Regions from separate parts of the Columba livia genome. Here region 1 is linked to region 2. Evidence: chromatin contacts called from public Hi-C data. All regions are on one chromosome and are shown on one strand. The core of a region is the stretch at or near the end of the contact, and the rest is flanking DNA. Distances in the headings are between cores, read along the strand shown.

Evidence for each region. Hi-C and Micro-C count contacts between places; a contact is called where the count stands out from the background.
Region 1: a Hi-C map of liver shows a contact between it and region 2, with 1.8 times the contacts expected there. The contact joins the enhancer-like site here to the promoter of TSC22D1 in region 2. A contact is called at or near these places in 2 of 2 Hi-C or Micro-C datasets (crop and liver).

Annotation. Positions count from the first base shown.
Region 1 is chr1:32,859,888-32,864,209 of bColLiv1.pat.W.v2, forward strand. The region is part of intron 2 of TSC22D1 (TSC22 domain family member 1); the gene reads left to right. Among named protein-coding and RNA genes, the nearest start is that of TSC22D1, 64 kb to the left of the region's middle. Within about 2 kb of position 2,549, at least 3 of the 3 cell types and tissues checked have an H3K27ac peak away from gene starts, as active enhancers do.
Region 2 is chr1:32,796,967-32,801,055 of bColLiv1.pat.W.v2, forward strand. TSC22D1 (TSC22 domain family member 1) reads left to right here and starts at 1,425. Exons shown (of 4, transcript XM_065054314.1): 1 at 1,425-1,947; 2 at 2,560-4,089. The coding sequence starts at 2,593.

The DNA of each region.
Region 1 (4,322 bases), core at 1,299-3,798, 64 kb after region 2:
CTTCAGAGGAATTGAGCTTGAGCGATTAAGTTTGAGGTGATCCCAGATCTTTTTTGATGATGTTGTCTTGTCTTAGGAGCTTTCATACTGCTGGGCTAAGCAAACTAACGATAGTTTCCATTAATGCTTGACCTGGCAAAATGTGTATGTTCTGTCTGTTCAGGCCAACTTCACTAACAAAACAGTGCTGACATCACCTTTATACTAGTGATGCTTTTGGCAGTTGAGGAACAAGTCTTTGCCATGTTGGCTGGTGCTCTGTTAAAACAAACAAACAGGAAAAAAAAAAGGGGGAGAAGAAAAATAAAAAGACAAAAACAATACCCTCAAGTGTTTGGTTGTTCATAAAGAGGAAAAACACTGAATTACATATTCATCAGCACAGAGAAAATGGTTGCACAGTGGACCACTCTCTCTTTTTTTAAGCTTTTCATTTTTCCTAATGAAATATGTTGAAAAGAAGTCTCATTTTTAGAAATACATTCTAGCAGTATAAAGTCTTGGAAATTAAGACTGCCTAAAATCTGTGTTAGGACATGCCAACCTCACTTGTGTGCCTGTGTGCACACATATGCATTTGTGTGTACTTTCTTAAGCCAGGTTCAGCAAGGACTTGTTTGTTTTGTTTTTTCTTGTAGTATCCCTGGAAATAGGGCAGGATTTGAGTGCACAGTATCTTGCTGCTTTATTATTTGCGCAAAGGTAACTGCTAAAAAGCAAAGTCGGATTAGGTTGGGAGGCAGAGTGCAATGACCCTTTGGCATCTTCAGCTAAAACAACTTTTTTCTTTTTTTCCTGTCATATGCTGCATGGCTGGCACAATGAATAAGGGTCATTTCTCAATAAAGGTGCAATGCCATGGACATGTGTTTGTTGTGGGTAAGCAGGTGACCTCTTAGTAATGGAAAGTAGTAAATTTAGGGGAGTTTTCAGAAAGACACCAGAGGGACTCTGGTGATCCAATTAATATAAGAATTACTTTAATCTGAGATGTGACATTGGCTTTACAGTTGGGAAGGGAGAAGGGTTTTTAAATATATTGTCACTTCAGTGTTTTGAAGGAAAAAAATAATAGATGTCCTATTATTTATGTGAAATACCTTGTTTTCCTTTCTCATCAAGCGTGGATGTTCTGATGTGGCATCAGTAACTTGCTGCCCTTGCCAGTGGCTTTGTCGCTGATTGGAGGACTGTCGGAAGGAAGGGTGTTGTTATAGCTTGAGTTGGTGAGTGTGGTGTACTACAGCCTATCTGCTGCAGTTTTAGAGGTGAACTCTCCCAAGAAAAACATGGTGTGTTCTGAGTCTGGTTCAGATCACTGTCTGTTTCTGGACCCATTCACAAGCAGGCTTCAGCAGTCAAAGCTGTGATGGCTTCCTGTACTTGGAGCCCAGGGGAGATTTATCTGGGCTTCTTCTGCCTGCACAAAGCCTTAAATATTTACTGGGAGAGAAAATCAGCACAGGTTGGCCCTGAGCTCTCTTTAGACCTGAAAGTTTAGGGAGTGACTCTGGGTGGCCTGGGAAAGGGTCTGGCTGTTGGGGCTGGTACTGTGTCCTGGAGGCACCCCCTTTCTCAGGGCAGTCTGTGAGAGGAGATGCTCATGGCAAATGGGCTCAGGGCAAAGATTTACCATCTTGGATTTTCTCTAGGACTGTGTCTCTGCAAGCTTCCCTTTGACATGTTATCTGTAGTAGGGGAGAGTATAAAAACAGGTAGGAAATGCATGGTACAGGCCTGGGGGATGCACAGCAGTTGGGGACAGATGTGGCCTGCAGGTCCCAGTTTCGCATCCTGGGGTTGCGCTCCACCATCATCCAAGAACCTGCTTTTTTTCTGTAAGTTGAGTTTTGTCTGCAGTACCTCTGAGTGCTGTCACTGCGCTTGGATACTGTTATATGCTGTTATAATGTTATATTTCTGTGATAGTATAAATCCTGCCTAAGAGGGTCTTACGCATGACTGTCCTGACACAGCTCCCAAACAGCAATCCAGTCTGAGTTAGAGCTGGAGTTAGGTTGTGGTTGGACTCGATGATTCTGATGGTCTGTTCCAGCTGAAATGATTCAATGCCCGGCCTCTGTGCAAAAAGGAAATACTTCTGTCCCCTTTTAGCTGTTATCTGTGTAAATGCAGGCAAAATCGGCCTGTTGTGTCTTCTTTTTTAGACTGTTTTCAGGAAGATACAAGTTTTCAGGAGAAACAGAGGAGAGCTTGAACCACTGGCAGCATCTCATTTTTAGGGAGTTATCTCTTGATTTTTATTTTTTTTTTTTTGTTTTTATGGCAAGCTTTCGGTGTCTGTGAGAGCAGTTCCGAGCCCGGAGGTCCGCTCCGGGGGACTCTCCGGAGCGGGGCGGGCCGTGGGGGCCCCGGGGTGGTGGCGGGAGGAGCGGCCTGCGGGGCCCTCCGCGGCGGCCGCGACCACAGCGCTCCCTGGCGGCCGCGGCGGCGCCCCGGGCGGGCTCCACCGGCAGATCCGCGCCTGCGGGAGGGTTATATCCCCCCCCAAATCCGTAGCAGTGGGGTGTGGGGTGAGTACCCCCGCAGGGTACGGGGGTGAGGAGGCGCGGGTGGCGATGCCCTCCCGCTGCGGAGGGCCCGGCCGGCGGCGCGGAGCGCAGTGTCCCTCTGGCGGCGGCCACCAGGTGGCGGCGTTGAGTCGCTGCTGGCTCCTCCGCCCTTCAGGAGACTGGGATGCTGAAATACACGGGTTTGGCCTTCTTTGAATTTTGTCGAATGAACGTGAACAGGGTAGGTAACCGTGTTTAAACGAGAGCGGTGCGCCTGTGGAAGTGTCATCCTCGGGAATCGTCAGAAACTGTCTGTAACTTCAAGTTGTTCTCAGCAGAAGCTTGATCTCGGGTGTGCAGCTGCACTGAATGCAGTATCGGAGGAACAACTTCACAAAGGGGAAGAAGGTCAAGTCCTTGCTTGCTTGAAAAAAGGTGATGGAGTTCAGTGTTGGCTCTGCATGGCAAAGGAAATAGGCAGAACATAAGAAATTTGCACAGTTTGGGGGGGTCTTAATTTTCCCACAAGTTATTAACGTCCTGAACTACTGATTTGGATTTTACTCTTAAGCAGCTTGTATCACTAGAAGCAGGATTCACTCTGAGCATCATCTGATAGCCAGTAAAAACCAGAACAGCTTTAGTAAAAAGTAACTGGTGTCTGCATGTGCTGGTAATTGGAAACGCAGCTGTATCTGCATCTGACCAAACTAGCAGCAGTGGGAGTTAGTTGGTTGAGGGGAGGACCAGGGATGCAGACTCTGCTGGCATATGGCATTTGTGAAATGGTACTCAGTAAGTCAGGCAGAGCTTTCCACTCACCTTATAGATGGGCTGCTGGGCGTGGGTTGGTGGAAGTAGCTAATAGCATTACGGTTGCTTTTTTTGACACCACATCTGGCTATTTTGCATTTATGTATGATGGTGATTGTTTCACCTTTTTATAGACTGATTCTGCAGAGTGCCAATTTGGGGCTGCATATGTAGATTTCATTTATATTCAGCTTTTAACTCAAAATATGTATAGCGCTATAGTTCTGGGGTTGTTAGTGGCTTGCCTGACCTCTGCGAGCCAGCTGTATCAGGCTGGGGGGTGGCTGCCTCTCCAAGCCCACAGACCCCCATCGAAGGAGGGAAAGGCAGAAAAAGCTTCAAAACTGCCAGGGCTAGGTTATGTATTGCATTGGAACAGAGTTCGCTCATGTACGGTACTCCTTTAATTATTATTGTGGTTGAACAACTCCCAAATTGTATGGAGAAAAATAGTGAGTGGCCTGTACCTGTACTTACACTTTTAATCTTTCTTGTTCAAGTTCCTGGTTGTAAACAGAGAGGCTTTTCTGCCTTAGTGTGACTGTAAAAGTTAATTCCATACATAAGGAGCCCTCCAGGGGCAGCTTGGTGTGGATAATGTTGAGCCTTCCTGCAGTGACACTGGGAACTTTCTGGTTACACAAGCGTCGGGCACTTCCGATTCCTATTTTTGTGTAGACTGTGCTGGATGGGAAGTTTAAAAATACGCGTGACCTCTTTGGTTTTCCTCAAACATTATGTACACGGTCAAAGGATAAGTGTTTCTTTTTTTAAAAAAAAACAAACAAACCTGCATCGCTATTTTAGGTGCCGATTTCCAGTGCTGATATCAGTGGCAGTTTCATCTTGATATAAAATTAAATTGCTACAGAAGTAAAGAATAAGAACCTGAAAAAGTTGTGTTTGTGCCTTTAGAGGAGTGTTTGTAGCAAAAATGGATAATTTGTCTTTCACGTGTGTTGTATGGAGATGTGAGTGTTTTATAGGCAGCTGAGC
Region 2 (4,089 bases), core at 175-2,674:
AGGTGTTTGGAGACAAGGACATGCTGCTGGGAGGTGGGAATGTAAGCGGATCTCTGGGCACTGGTGCACACCCTTAAGAAACGGGGAAAAGGTACAAACCTGTCTCCCGCTCCACAGGAAATGAGGATGCCCCAATCTAATGCACTCTGAGAGCACTCCTGGACGGTCCTGCTAATAGAGCTGGAGTGATGCCCATGGCGTGAATCCATCAGGCTTGTGTGGCCAAGAGATACCTGCTGGGTACTCACAGCTGTATGCATGCTAACAGCTGCAAGGATGCAAAGGAAAAATCTCTTGGTGGACACCATGTATTCAAGAAGAGACTGGACAATGCCCTCGGACACATGGTGTGAACTCTGGGGTTGTCATATGCGTGGACAGGAGTTGGACTTGATGATCCTTGCGGGTCCCTTCCAACTCAGGACATTCTATATGCATCGAGCCTCTTCAGAGATCAGACTGTTGTTGCTCCACGATGAGGAGAAGCTCAGTTTGGGACAGGGGAGAGGTAGAGTACTGCTGCCACGGCAGACTCGTCGAGCTTTGCCAGCTGACTATGAGGAGGGCCACGAGGGTCTTTCTTGCCCGGCAGGATGCCGGTGATTTCACCTCAATTCCATCTGTTAACTTAAAAATACCTTTGAACAGCATCATTTTTGGAGCAGCGCTTCAGCGCGGCCGCCGTTCCCCCGCGGCACCGGTGCCAGTGCCGCTCCCGCCCCGCCACAGCCCCGCGTCCCCGGCACCGCCTCAGTGCGCGCCCCAGCACCGGCTTCGCCGCTCCCGCCCCGTCAGCGCCGCGGTGGCAGCGCCCGCAGCTTCCAGTCACCTCCCGGTGACACCGTCGTCCCGCCCCGGGGGCCTTTCCGCCCGGCTGAACGCCTGGAAGGGGGGGAGAAAGAAGGCGGCCATTTCGGGGCGAGGGGAGTCAAACGCGGCGACCCCTGCCCGGGGCACTAAAAGGGAAGCCAGCCCCCGAGCGCGGCGCCTCCGTGTGTGGGGAAAAGAGAACGGGCAGGAATATTCTGGAGGGAGGGAGGGGAAGAACGAGAAGGTGATGAATAACTTGAATAAATCTGCAGCGGAGCTGAGGGGATGGGGAGGGAGGCGGCGGGTCATGTGAGGCACAGTCATGCTGCGGGCCCGGCAAAGAGGGGCACCTGGGGGAAGCAATGCGACCGGAGAGCAGGGAGCGAGATGTCTGTCTGTCTGTCTGTCTGTCTGTCTGTCCACCACGGCCACCGCTGTGCCCCCACCCGGCGCCCCCTCCCCAGCCAGGAGCGCCGCCACGCGGGGACACCCCCGCCCATCCCCCTCCCCAGGCTCGGCAGCGCTCGGCAATTTCCGCCACTCGAGCCGAGTCTATTTCCGTCAGCCTCGGCCAGACGGGCTTTATGTCTGCCAGCGGGGCGCGCATGCGCCGCGGCCGCCATCTTACGTTGTCTCTCGCCTGCCCTCCCCTTTGGCGAGCTTTCCCCTCCCCCCTGCAGCTCGGCGCAGCGCCCTCCTACAGCGCTCCGTGAGGAGACGGGGCCGGGAGGGGGAGAGACCCGCGGCGGCGGCGGGGAAGCCGGGAGAGACCCGGAGGGAAGAAAGGACGGGGCAGACGCGCAGGCGGGAGGAGGACTGATCTCAGGCGCGGTTCTGCGGAGGAAGAGCGGGAGCCGCCTGTTATAAAGGGGGAGGAGGCGGAGGGGGAAGGAAGAGCGTGCGGAGCGGAGCCTTCTCCAGAGACAGCCAGACACAGAGGGAGGAGAGAGAGGCTGCCTGGCTGGCTCCCCCTCTCTTCCTCCTTTCATGGACTCTCTCGTTGGGCTGCTGCTGCTTTTCTTTGCTCTTTATTCCGTCTGTTTAATACCCAAAATGATTCAGCTCCATGGCTGCCACTGACGGGGATGTCCCTGCCCGGCTCAGCCTGCCGCTGCCGCCCTGCTGTGCGCCAGTCCTGTACGTATCTGCGCTCTCCTCCTCCTACTACTCCAGCGGTGATGGCGAGGGGCGCCGGCCGCCTCGCCGGGCTGCCCTGAGGGCCCGCCGGCTGCCCTCGCCCCGCCGAGGAGGCGGCGGCCGCCGTGGGGAGGGCGTTTCTGCCGGCGAGCCGCGGCGCCCGGCTCAGCCGCGGGGAGGACGGGGCTCGCCCCCCGGGGCCGGCCGGCTACCGCGGGGCATTTCCTCCGGGAGAGGCGCAGTCGGGGGGCGGCTGAGGAGGGGGGTGGAGGTGGAATGAAAAGGGTGGGGAGGGGGGGAAGAGGGAGAAAGAAAGTGAATGGCGGAGGATTGGAAGTGTCACATTCAGAGGCGCTAATCTAGAGGCGGCGGAGGACCGGCCCTCGCCCCCTCCCTGTCTCGGAGGGGCGGAGGAGGAGGGGAGGGGCGGGGGGTGGTTAGCGGCGGTGTCGAGGCGGTTCAGCCCGTGCTCTGCGGGAGCCGGGGGGGTTGTGCGTGGTGTCTCTGCCCGCCGCGGGCGCTAAGCTAACTGTGTGTGTATGTGTGTGTGTGTCTGTCTTTCTCCATACCGGGGGAATGCACCCTTAAAATACACCCGATACAATGCACCAGCCTGACTCAGCCGCAGACATTAGTGCTAGGAAGATGGCGCACCCGGCAATGTTTCCTAGAAGGGGCAGCAGCAGTAGCAGCAGCTGCGTTACTGCTCCCACTGCACCAGGTACCGGCGTTGGGAGCGCTGCCCTCTCTGCTGAGGATTATCAGCCGCCTTTGCTGGTCCAGCCGCCGCCTCCGTCTCCTGCAGCATCTTCATCAGCGGGTCCACAGCCGACACCCCCTCCTCCACAAAGCCTGAACCTCCTCTCGCAGTCTCAGCTCCAGCCACAGCCTCTTGCACAGACTGGAGCTCAAATGAAAAAGAAAAGTGGCTTCCAAATTACCAGCGTGACCCCTGCTCAAATATCAGCCAGTATGAGCTCCAATAACAGCATAGCTGAGGATACGGAAAGCTACGATGACCTGGATGAGTCCCACACTGAAGACCTGTCATCTTCAGAAATCTTGGATGTTTCTTTATCCAGGGCTACTGACTTGGGAGAACCTGAGAGGAGCTCCTCTGAAGAGACTTTAAATAACTTCCAAGAGGCAGAAACTCCTGGGGCTGTTTCTCCAAACCAGCCTCATCTTCCTCAGCAGCATGTTCCTCTGCCTCATCACCCTCAGCAGAGTGTTGTGATCAATGGAAGTGTTCACCCTCATCATGTTCATCACCACCACCATCTTCACCACCACCATCATGGACACCATCATCCATCGCATCCTGGGGTGGGCAGTGCCCCGGTTTCTGGAGGACCGCCGCCCAGTCCATCATTTAGAAAACTATCAACAACTGGAAGCTCTGACAATGTTATATCAACTGCACCAGTTTCTGCTGCATCATCCACTGGTTCCCCGGCATCTGTCGTGTCTAATATCCGCACTACAAGTACTCCTGGCAATTTAGGTGTAAGTCCTGCTACTGGAACTAGTACCTTAAATAATATGGGTGGTGGTAGTTCTAGCGTGGCAAGCAGCATGCTTGGTACTATAAATTTAAGCAACATCACGAGTACTGGTAATGTGAATGCTTTGTCTGGAACTAGCAGCAATGTTAATGTGAATATCTTGAGTGGTGTTGGCAATGGTACGAGTGCTTCCTCTAGTGTCATTAACAACGTTACTAATCCAACTGCAGGAATGGCAGCAGGATCAAGCCAGCAGCAGCCTGCATCTGGCACCTCAAGGTTTAGGGTTGTAAAATTAGATTCTAGTTCTGAACCTTTCAAAAAAGGTAGATGGACATGCACTGAATTCTATGATAAGGAAAACACTGTTGCGGTTTCAGAAGGAGTAGCAGTAAACAAAGCAGTAGAGACGATAAAACAAAACCCGCTTGAAGCGACTTCTGAAAGGGAGAGCACCAGTGGGAGTTCTGTTAGCAGCAATGTAAGCACACTGAGTCACTATACAGAAAGTGTGGGAAGCGGAGAAATGGGAGCACCTACTGTGGTACAGCAGCAAGCGTTTCAAGGTGTGGGTCCGCAGCAGATGGATTTTAGCAGTGCTGCTCCTCCGGCGATTCCAACATCTAGTATACCACAG